Regions from separate parts of the Rattus norvegicus genome. Here region 1 is linked to region 2. Evidence: chromatin contacts called from public Hi-C data. All regions are on one chromosome and are shown on one strand. Each heading gives the region's core, a stretch centred on a gene start, on an enhancer-like site or on the middle of the called end of the contact. The rest is flanking DNA. Distances are from core to core; before and after follow the strand shown.

The links. A called contact is a pair of places that touch in the nucleus more often than the background predicts.
Region 1: a contact with region 2 is called in a Hi-C map of Schwann cells, with 4 times the contacts expected there. The contact joins two enhancer-like sites. A contact is called at or near these places in 4 of 12 Hi-C or Micro-C datasets (the A7r5 cell line, Schwann cells, frontal cortex and 1 more) and 1 of 1 datasets of contacts at active chromatin or transcription factors (oligodendrocytes).

Annotation. Positions count from the first base shown.
Region 1 is chr9:96,934,423-96,940,078 of GRCr8, reverse strand. No RefSeq gene overlaps it. Among named protein-coding and RNA genes, the nearest start is that of Sh3bp4, 170 kb to the left of the region's middle. Within about 2 kb of position 3,113, at least 3 of the 93 cell types and tissues checked have an H3K27ac peak or open chromatin away from gene starts, as enhancers often do.
Region 2 is chr9:96,797,155-96,802,364 of GRCr8, reverse strand. No RefSeq gene overlaps it. Among named protein-coding and RNA genes, the nearest start is that of Arl4c, 48 kb to the right of the region's middle. Within about 2 kb of position 1,389, at least 13 of the 93 cell types and tissues checked have an H3K27ac peak or open chromatin away from gene starts, as enhancers often do.

The sequences.
Region 1 (5,656 bases), core at 1,864-4,363, 140 kb before region 2:
GCATTTTAAGAATAACTGGCTTGTGTGTGTGTGTGTGTGTGTGTGTGTGTGTGTGTGTGTGTGTGTGTGTGTGTTTTCTATTTGAGGATCTGAGATAGTGGGTGTGCACATGCAGCCAAACAGGAGCACAAAGTGGGCAGCCAAAACTACATGTTATGTCCCAGTCAGAGCTATGAACAATGTGGGAAGCAGGGCCACAGACAAGGGCTAGGGGGTCCAGGGGACAGAGGCAGGAGTGGGCTGCAATTTTAGAGCACTCCTGGGAGACCAGCTTTCTCTGGGCAGGATTTGCGTATGGAGGGCTGTGGGACAGACTTAGCTCTGGGTGCAAATGGAGACCGAAAGGATCGGGTTGCAATTATGAGGTGGGCAGACTGACCCACTGCAAAGATGGCGTTTGAACAAATAACCCAAGAAAGCGAGGTGGTGAGCTGCAGGGCTCTTCAGAGGGGCAGAGTTATTTGCCAATGCAAAGGTCCTGAGACAAGAGGGTCCCTGGCAGGTAGGAAGGACAGTTGAAAGGCTAGTGTAGCTGGGGGGAGGTGAATATGGGTCAGATAGAGTGGAGGACAGGAAGGATCAGGGCATGAAGGGCTGTGAGGTCATTGACAAGATTAGGACTTGACTTTTCTTTAAGGAAAACAAGGCTTTGTGGAGGATGGGGGTGGGGAGAGCAGTGCAGTGCAGTTCACTGAGATTTGGGATCTCAATGGGTCCTTCCAGACACATCTTTGAGAGCACAGTAGGGGACCAGGGTAGAAATCAGGGAACAGGTTAGGAGGTAAACATAAGAACTGAAGCTAGGGTTGCTGACAGCCTGAATTGGGATTGATGGGAGACAGGGGTAGGGCTGTCTGGGCTCCCTCCTCAGCCCACATTAAGTCCTGGCCCCTTTCCCCTCCATCTCCTCTCTCTCTCTCTCTCTCTCTCTCTCTCTCTCTCTCTCTCTCTCTCTCTCTTTGTGTGTGTGTGTGTGTGTGTGTGTGTGTGAGACCATGAAAGGTAGCATGGTTCCCAATTGAGGTAAGGCTTGAAACCCCAGAGACTCTGAGGGATGGTAGGCATGTTACCTGTTCCTGGGCATCAGGCCCTGTCACTAGCTCCAACCCTCCATGGATTTGTGGTCATCAGTCACATAAGGGCATCACCCCCAGGCCATCCACATGTGTAGTCACTCATCCATCCTGTGTAGTCACGCAGGCTCAAGACAGATTTCCATTTTAATGAGATACCTAAAGATCTGGAGGGCTTGGTCAATAAGCTTTCCTTCCCAGACACTCCTCCCTGCAAAAGGTATTTAACATCAGGTCACCCCCCTGAGAAGTGGGGTATAGGTCTACACTTCCACTTTCCGCCATAACAATAAATGCCTTAAAACTACAGACTGTCTCTTTTCGTCAGGATTCGCTGCGGCGAGCTATAGAGAAGGCCTTCACCTACAGAGCTGCCGTCTAGTCTCCCATAGAAGACCTCTCTGTGTTCCTAGCCACCAACCCCAAGCCCAAGCCAACTATCTACAAGCCAAGGATTCTTCGGGACCAGCCAGAACCCTCCCCACCCCACCCCTGGCCAGATCCAGCCCGTGGGTTCCCCATTCAGTTCTCAGCTCTTCTGCAGCTTGCAGGTCCAGAGATTCACCACCACCACTGTCCCACGCCTCAAAATGTGCTTCCTCATCCCTGGAGCAGTGTCCTGGGGCTTCCCTGCAGCCCAATACACACCCAACGACAGTGTGGGGTAAGCGTGGTCACTTCCGGTGTCCAGCTCCCCAAGCAGCCATGCCCTGTGGCAGAGCAGACTTTGGACCCCACAACCTTACGTGTGTGGTGTGTGTGTGTGTGTGTGTGTGTGTTCCCACACTATTTTTGAGAGACAGTCTTTTACTGAACACGGTGATCACTGATCAGCTCGAACAGCAGTTCTCAACCAGATATCTTGCATATCAGGTATTCACGTTATGATTCATAACAGTAGCAAAATTACTATTATATGGTAGACAGGAGCCATCTCAGAGAGGCTAAAGCTAGCAGGTGACTATCCTGGAGGTGTCCTCACCATTTTTGCATGACTTACAATGGGTGAGCTGTGAGAGGCAAGGTCCCTAGAGACGTCATCTCAGGATTGCTTCTCGAAGCTGATCTGCCTTTGCCTATTCTGGGAATTAACCTACACTATTGAGAAAATGCCCTTCAGAGCAACATAAAGATGAACTTTCATGAATTAATGCTGTTTAGATGAATTAATGATTTTATAGAATTCCTGATTTGATTCAAATAATTTTAGGAAGAAAGGTTTGTTTGTTTGTTTGTTTTCTTCAGAAAAGTGTTTCTTTAATTGGACAGTTTAAGCTAAAATATTACCAGGTAAAATTTAGGAAGAAAGTTTTAAGAGATATGCTAATAAGGGTTCAACCTCTCCCTCTAGCCCTCCACCCACCAGAGGCAGTGGAAAAGAAAGGTTCTTGGGATATGGGGGAAGTGGACTGTTTAGAAATAGTTCTTTGGGGTGGGTCCGATCTTCATTGTTCTCAGTCCAGTCCACTAGCAAAACACCAAACACGAACTAGCATCTGCAGTCAACACCCTTGGCAGATACCACACATGAAGCCAGAAGCAAACGCCAGGCTCACCAACTCCCTAGTTCCCAGAAGTGGCAAAAAGCTACCGACACCTCAGGAGAAGTTCTTTGGTGAGTTTCTCTCTATGAAGTCACTACCGTGTGTCCCAGCAAAACATCATTATAAGCTGAGTCCACCTTAGAGATGGTTTTAGTTGATTTGCTAGAAAGATATATAACAAAGTTAGAATCGAAACTAGAATATGACCATAGAAGAGCAAAACTCCAGAGTGATCACTTGTTTACTTCATCTCTTCATGTTAAACAGCAGGTGTTATTCACCCGAAGCCAGAAGTTACAAATAAGCAGCATTTTAGCCCTGGCAAAATTGAGTTTTGCACCTGAAAATCACCAACCCTTCCCCCAGTGGCTGTATTTCCAGAGAGAACTGGTACTGGGCAGCCTCCTGGCAAGGTATCAAGGAAATAATTTTATGGTTGGGGGTCACCACAACATGAGGAATGTCGTTAATGGGCCGCGGCACTAGGATGGTTGAGAACCACTGAGCTAGACAGACTGACAGAAATCCTCCTGCCTCTAACTCCTCAAGGCTGAGGTATAAGCATGCAATGCCACCCCTGGATTTTCCTTTCAATGGACGCTATGAGATGAAACTCAGATCACTATGCTTGCAGAACAAGCATTTTACCCATTGTGAGTTCTATATCCATTGCAACTCTTGGCTTTTCTATTTGGCACACCTGTCTCCCCAGCCTTTCTGTATTTGTCTAACCACAGACATTGTCAGTATTCATTGAGAGTCTTCCTGTCTGGTTAGATTGTGCATTGCAGACTCCATACCTTCAGGCTTGCACATGAGTACTCAAGCATGCAGGCAGCACGCATGCACACATGCACACACATGTGCTAAATCCCCCAGCTCTTATTCTGCAGCCATCTCTTTTAAAGTGAAACCTTCTTTCCTAGAGGAAGAGAAAAACTCATGAAACACAGCAGGCTCGGGAAGTTCAGAAAGTTATAGGACTCACAAGCCCACTTCTTAGGTTATGTACGCAGTCACCTCTGCAGAGGGAGGAGGCTCTTCAATGAAGTCACCAGCAAACGGGGAAGGGGTACTCCAGGAACACAGCTTCCGTAAATGGTCACGTAGACATGTGCCTGTCTCCCTCTGAATCACCTGAGCTCCTGTAAGTAACCTCAATAAACTCAACCATTCACTAGCCTAGACTTGATGGAATCATTTTCTGATTGTTGGCTGCTGTAGGAGGGTCCAGCCCACTGTGGGCAGCACCATCCCTATGTAGGCAAGCCTGGGTTGTATGAGAAAGGTTTCCAAATGTGAGTGGGAAGCATGCCAGTAAGCACTGGTCCTTCCTGGTGTCTTGTCTTCAGGCGCCTGCTTTGAGTTCCTGCCTTGGCTTCCCTCAGTGATAGACTGTCTGTAACCTCTAAGCCAAATAAACCCTTTCCTCCCCTGAGTTGCTTTTGGTCATGGTGTTTATCCCACTAGAAAGCAAAGTAGGGCGTTCACTGTGTACAATTTTAATGATTATTTTCCTAATTTTATGTAAAGATGAACTCAATACTTTAAATATATAATTTTAAGTACAATACTATAAATATATACTTTAAGAGATGGCTCAGTGGTTAAGTGGTTCAGAGGTCCAGAGTTCAAATCCCAGCAACCACGTGGTAGCTCAGAACCATCTGTAATTAAATCTGATGCCTTCTTCTGGTGTGTCTGAAGACAGCTACAGTGTACTTATACATAATAAATAGGTTAAATCTTTATATATATATACATACATACACACATATGTATACACACATATTATATATATATATATATATAATTCAAGACAGTAAAATGAGGAAAGTATCTAAGATAACACAGTTTTCTAAAACAAAAGTCTTAAATGTTAATTCAATTTTGTTTTTTTAAATGTGAGATGCATATTGTTACAAAATCCCGAAGCTGCTGAAGGGCTTGAAGGAAAGAGGACATCTCCCTCCCAGCTCCTCCCAGCCTCTGTTCTAGAGAGAATGAATCTCAGGCCCCAGTGTACCTTCAGGGACAAGCTACGCATATGCAGCAGCCACATAATGTAATATGCATACATAAGCAAACACGAAGGGGAACTGTTCCTGGTGCCCACAAGGTGAGAAGCTCTTCCTTTCTGGGCATCTATCTGATGTCAAAGAAATGCATAATTCATAAAATAAAGAGAGAAAGTATCCAAGAAGACCCAGGGCCAGCTCTGTGAGCAGCTGACAAAGCCTCGTTGGTATTCATTGTATTTAGAACACACACCGGTTTTTGTTTTTAACATTTTAAGTTATTTGTTTATAAACCAGTGTAACAGAAAAAGTATGGCACCTTGAACATATCTTTTCTCGTTCTTGACTTGGGAATGTCACGGTGCGTTCAGGTAACAGTGACGGTTTTGCCGGCAGCTCTACTGCCTGCTGGCCCTGACTGCTCCGCCTGTGAGACTGTACAGGGTCTTCAGATACCGGTCTCACAAACTTGCTTTCCACGGGAGAGAGACAACACCAACACTGGCCAGAGAAATCTGCCATCCTGGGTCTCACAGCAAGAGAAACCTGTTCTCGATTCTGGACAGGTTAAGGGTTTCTTTCTGGTGGAGATGCACCAGACGGTGTGGGGACTTGACACTGTACAGGGCTTACATGAGAAGGAAGCCTCACTGAGGTGTGCTGCTCCGGGCTGAAGGAAGTCGGCAGACATCACAAGAGGCACTTTGCAAATCGAGAGCCGGAGGGCCTGGTTCTCGGGACCACTTCCTCGGAAGTCTTTCTCCTTTCCCCTCTCCCTCATTTCTGCTCTAGTACACAGCAAATCCACCTTGAATGTTTGGAAAGTCACATTCAATCCCCATATGATTTGGCATCGGGAAATTCAATCATTATAGTGAGGAAATGGAGGTAGGCAAGAGCTTTAGGGTAATGGAGGGTAGAGAATAGAAAAGATGGCTTACCCTAATTGGTTGATTTCAATTGTTTGGCAGCGTTCAGAATGAGACTAAGTATCGCATATACTGGCTCATTACCAACGATA
Region 2 (5,210 bases), core at 140-2,639:
GTGGCTGTCCCCACTTCAGAATGCTGACATTGCAGAGGTATGAAAGTGGTAAGCACTCAGCAGAAACCTCTCTTCTGATTCTGAGGATGAATATTTTCCTGCTTAGTGCCCTGTGGTCCAGTCCTGTCCCGTGATGCTAGGTGGTGGCAAAGAGCTCAGCTCCCAGAGTGACATTCAGGAGAATGAGTCTTGAATGCATTTTTGACCTGTCACATTCAATTTAGGACGGGCTTATGGGACATCAACCCATTGTCAGCACAGGAGCACCTGTTGTTTAAGAGATCTGTGATGGAGACTCAGAAGAGACACAAGGACAAACGAGGCAAAATTGGCAAGCGGCACGGAAAACCAGGCTGGGACAGGAAATGTGGCATCTCTGTGGGAGCGACTGGCCTTGGTGACATGTAATTTCATGTCAGTGGTGCAGGGTGGACAGCAGCAGGCGGAATGCAGATGTTTAGGGATGGGAGACTAATAGGGCATAGGAGGCGGAAATAGCTGAGGGAAGCCATGGGTACAGATTTAGGAGGGATTTGAGCCTCAGGGCTGTCTGCCTGCGGGAGATGACCCGAGTCAGCCCACCCCAGCTTCACAGATTGGATACAGCTGGCCTGGGGTGGGAAGGAATGGGTGGAGGGAAGGGGGGCGGGGAGGGAGCACAGTGGGTGTTTCTTTTGTCAATCACAATCTCTCTTCTGCCCCTGTAACTCAACGGCCCCAAACAGCAAAACATCCCTTTGCCTTCAGATCCCAGAATCTTCAGGATTAAAGATCTGGAAACTGCCAAACAGAGAAACTGTCAACTCCATGGAGCATTTAAGGTTTCCAATGAGTAACCAAATACATTTTGCTGCTAGGATTTTGTGTTTGTTTGTATGCCTTGCTAGCTCCAAGAATGTGGGAAAGGAGAAGGAAAGGAAGGGAAAGGAAAGGAAAGGAAAGGAAGGGAAGGAAGGGAAAGGAAAGGAAAGGAAAGGAAAGGAAAGGAAAGGAAAGGAAAGGAAAAAGTGAAAGAAAGAAAGAAAGAAAGAAAGAAAGAAAGAAAGAAAGAAAGAAAGAAACCGAATGGCAAAGATTTCCAGCTCCACCACTCTGCCTGGACGTCCTCTTTTGTTTGTGTCAGCCTACAAGTCAGAGTCCCTCTGATGATGATTAAGGGGCTCGGTTTATTCCAGTCTTCAGCCATTGTTGCTACTAAACGCTTGAATTCTCTTGTTTGCATCAAGGTATATAATTGGGAAACATGCAAATTAGCCAAGTCTGTGAGCTGTAATTTCTCTGACTCAAAGGAGGGGGTTTTGTAATGAAAACGGATGGTTAGGCAGGATTCGGAAAGGCGCTGGAGACTGCCGCCAAACACAGCCCACTCTTCCGGAAGTGGAGCGCGCTCTCTCACAGCGGGCCTTGGCACACGGAGTCTTCCTTAGCCTTAGCCCCACACAATCCAGTGAAGAGCAATGTAACCGGTGACGAGGCGCGCCTAGATTTTTCCTTCCAAGGAAAGCGTAGAGGTTTTTTTGTTTGTTTGTTTGTTTCTTTGTTTGTTTGTTTTAATTAGCACCCGATGAGGCTTCACATGGGGTTGTAGTGAATGGTGGGATGGATGGGCTAATGGGTGGGCCTGGCCCCCAGCCAGTGAGGAGGGTTGTCCTAGTTGTACTAGCACTGGGAGTAGAGGAGCCCTTGTCACTCCTAGTGTGCCCATTGGAAACACATGTTTGGCTCTCATGTCCCTTTTGAGGGGAGCTTGTATGCTCAGTGGAACCCTGAGGCTCACACCCTCAGAGTGGTTGGAAATGTCTCCGAGTGGTGTCAAGCTGACTAAAATGTCACCGTGTGGCTCTGGCTCCTACTTGGAAGTGAGTGGCCTTCCTCCCGACAACTCGGGCTGGCCTTCCACAGCACCCCCTTGTGGCCCTGGCCGAAATGACAACACTATGGGTCAGAATCCCTGGGGTGAAGGAAGTTTAGATTTCTGTGAAAGAAGAGTTGGTCATGTGTCTTCAACAATCAAATGCTTAATTTTCTGAGAATTAAGACATATACATCCCGGTATCATTTTGGACAAAATAACGGGAGTAACCGACTACGTTTATGTCTGAAGCAGGGAAGTGTTCTGGAACCTCCAAATAATTTCTGTCTCTGGTAGGAGGTTTTCCCCTGATAACAGTGACGAGCACCGTTGCTCCGGCTTTCGCACATCCCTCAGGGCAAACACATCACACAGTCAGATGACTAGAGTGTGACCTGGCCCTGAAATCCCCACACTCCAGCTCTGCCCCATCTCCTGGAGGACAGACAAGATGGTGGAGACTTAGTTCTGTCTTCCTTATACTGTGGCATGGGCACAGGTCGGTCTTCCTTCCTCACTGAAGGTACCAGATCTAGCTGGAGCCTCCCGCGGCTACTGAGAACTGTCTTTATTTTGCTCACCGAAAGGGCAAATTGAAAACAGAGTCTGGCTGGGCAGTCAATTTGGTTTGTTTTTCTTTTTCTTTTTTTCCCCTGAGATGTAAGTTTATCATTCGGGAGTGGGGGTGACACTCTTTGTGTTTAGTGTCACATTTCTGTCCACGAATTGCAACTTCGGGAATATCAGGGAAAGCTGCTTTTAAAACAGGCTGGACTGAGAACAGACAAGTTACAACTACCTCTTACTAGAGCTCAGGAAGCAGGGACAAGACGAATCTCCAGAGAGGATGAGAGAGTGAGCCCTGGGGGAGCAGAAAGCCAAAAACATGGCGGCATGTTTGTTCCCTCCTTCCTCAGACCAGCACCTTTGACTCACAGGCTTTGTGGCATCTAGATGTTTTTGCTCCAGACAAAGTGCCTGTCTCCCTATTCAGCTGGGTGTGGGGGTCCCCAAGACCTCCAGTGAGAAGGGCATTATCTGTCAGCCCATCACATTGCTCAATGTGAAGGCAGGGGAGGCTATTAGGTTACTGTCTTAGGTAGGGTTTCCACTGCTGTGAGGAGACACCATGACCAAGGCAACTCTTCTAAGGACAACATTTCATTGGGGCTGGCTTACAGGTTCAGAGGTTCAATTCATTGCCATCATGGCAGGAATAAGGCAGCGTACAGGCAGGCATGAGAGTTCTACATCTTCATCCAAAAGAATCCAGGAGCAGGCTGGCTCCCAAGTGGCTTGGAAGAGGGTTTCAAAGCCCATCCCCAAAGTGCCTTACTCCTCCAACAAGGCCACACCTACTCCAACAAGGCCACACCTACTCCAACAAGGCCACACCTACTCCAACAAGGCCACACCTACTCCAACAAGGCCACACCTACTCCAACAAGGCCACACCTACTCCAACAAGGCCACACCTACTCCAACAAGGCCACACCTACTCCAACAAGGCCACACCTCCCAGTAGTGCCACTCTCTGGGTTAAGCATATCCAAACCACCACAGTTCCTCTCATATGTGTCAACCATATCTTAAAGGGCCACTAGGAGAACATCAAAATGGATACTTTATAAAGGTTTTGGGGAGAACCTCACCCTTGCTGGCCCTGAAGACACTTGCCAGATTCTGTGAGGTAGTCAAGTCATACAGCTTCACCTAGAAACTCTGGTGAGTTAGAGCCCATCAGAAGAACTGAGGGTGGGATTCTAGTCCAGCAAATCTGCAGGAGCCTGGGGGGAGGCATCAAGGCCTGTATTCCCCACAAGCCCTGAGATACTGATTAAGTCCCTAGAGCATCTCTGTGTAGATGAGCTTTCCTGCCTGGCTTGATAAGGCACAGCCGCTCACCTTGTCTGAGCTTAGGTTCTCTGTTTGGTTTTGTGGGCCATTGAGTAGCTATGGAAAGTGGGATGTGTTTTTTTTTTTAATAAATAAACAATTTAAAAATTTTTCCAATTGTTTGTTTGTTTGGTTGGTTTTTTGAGACAGAATCTCTTTATTATGTAGCTCTGGCTATCCCAGAACTCACTCTTGTAGACCAGGCTGGCCTCGGACTCACCTAGATCCCCCTACATCTGCCTCCCAAGTGCTGGGATTAAAGGCGGGCATCACCACACCTGACTAAACATTTCCAATTGTAATTAAGGACATAATGTACTTCCTGATCCCAATTCGTTTTGAAAGAACTGCCTCTGCCCCCCCACTCCCTGTGTGTGTGTGTGTGTGTGTGTGTGTGTGTGTGCAGCTATATGACATCCATACAAAGGTCAGAGGTCAACCTTGGGTGTCATTCCTTAGGCACCATTCATCAAGCTTATGAGACAGGGTCTCTTACTGGCCTGGAACCCACCAAGTATTAGCTAGGTTTGCTGGCCAAGGAGCCCCCAGGATCAGCCTGTCTCTGCCTCCCTAGTGTTAGGATTGCAAGCACAGGCCACCACCCTGGCTTTTGTGTGAGCTCTAAGACTGAACACCAAGGAAACTTTTTTACCCCTAAGTCCTCTCCCCAGCACCCCCTAATTTCTGAAGGCTGACCCATCCTGGGCAAGGTTGGCCTTGTTAGGGTGTGTCCTGTGAAAATGAAAGACCCAGGAGGATCAGTTGGGAGCACCCTCCCTGAATCTGTTAGTTTGCATTGTTCCCAGTAGTCTGATGTCTTGTTGTTGGTAAAGCCCTTGAGGTAGAAAAGCTATACTTGCTATTAACAGCCATGAGCCATGTCCGAGAGAGAGAGAGAGAGAGAGAGAGAGAGAGAGAGAGAGAGAGAGAGAGATTTCTCAGATGATTGTGGCTGTTGTAAGACAGCTTAAGTTAAAGCAGCAGAACTAAGGAATGAAACACTCAGCTGTTGTAATTCTTAAATACTTACCCTTATACCCACAGATAAGCTCTCTCCCCTCATCCAAGAAGCTTCTCTTGGCAGCAGACAGAGACCATTGCACAAACTTGCAACTGGTCAAAATGCTGAGAACAACTAATCCATTGTGGGCTACCCAGGGCCGATGGCCACATCTACAGCGCAAGTCCTGTACCTAGGGAGCATTGTAGAAGAGGGGGCGGAAAGATTGTTAAGAAGCAGAGAGCCAAGGATTCTGCTGCGGGACTGTGTCTCCCCGAAACCACAGGGAAGTTTCGCTCATGATACCTCAACAGTATGGCTGCCCAAATAAGGCCTGAATAAGTGCAGGCCATGCCAGCATGGAAAGGGGGCATCTTACAGGGCCCCGCCCCTCGTTGTGTGCTACACACAGTAACACCCAATAGAGAGGGAAAATAGTCTTCCTTAGGGATGATTATCTAG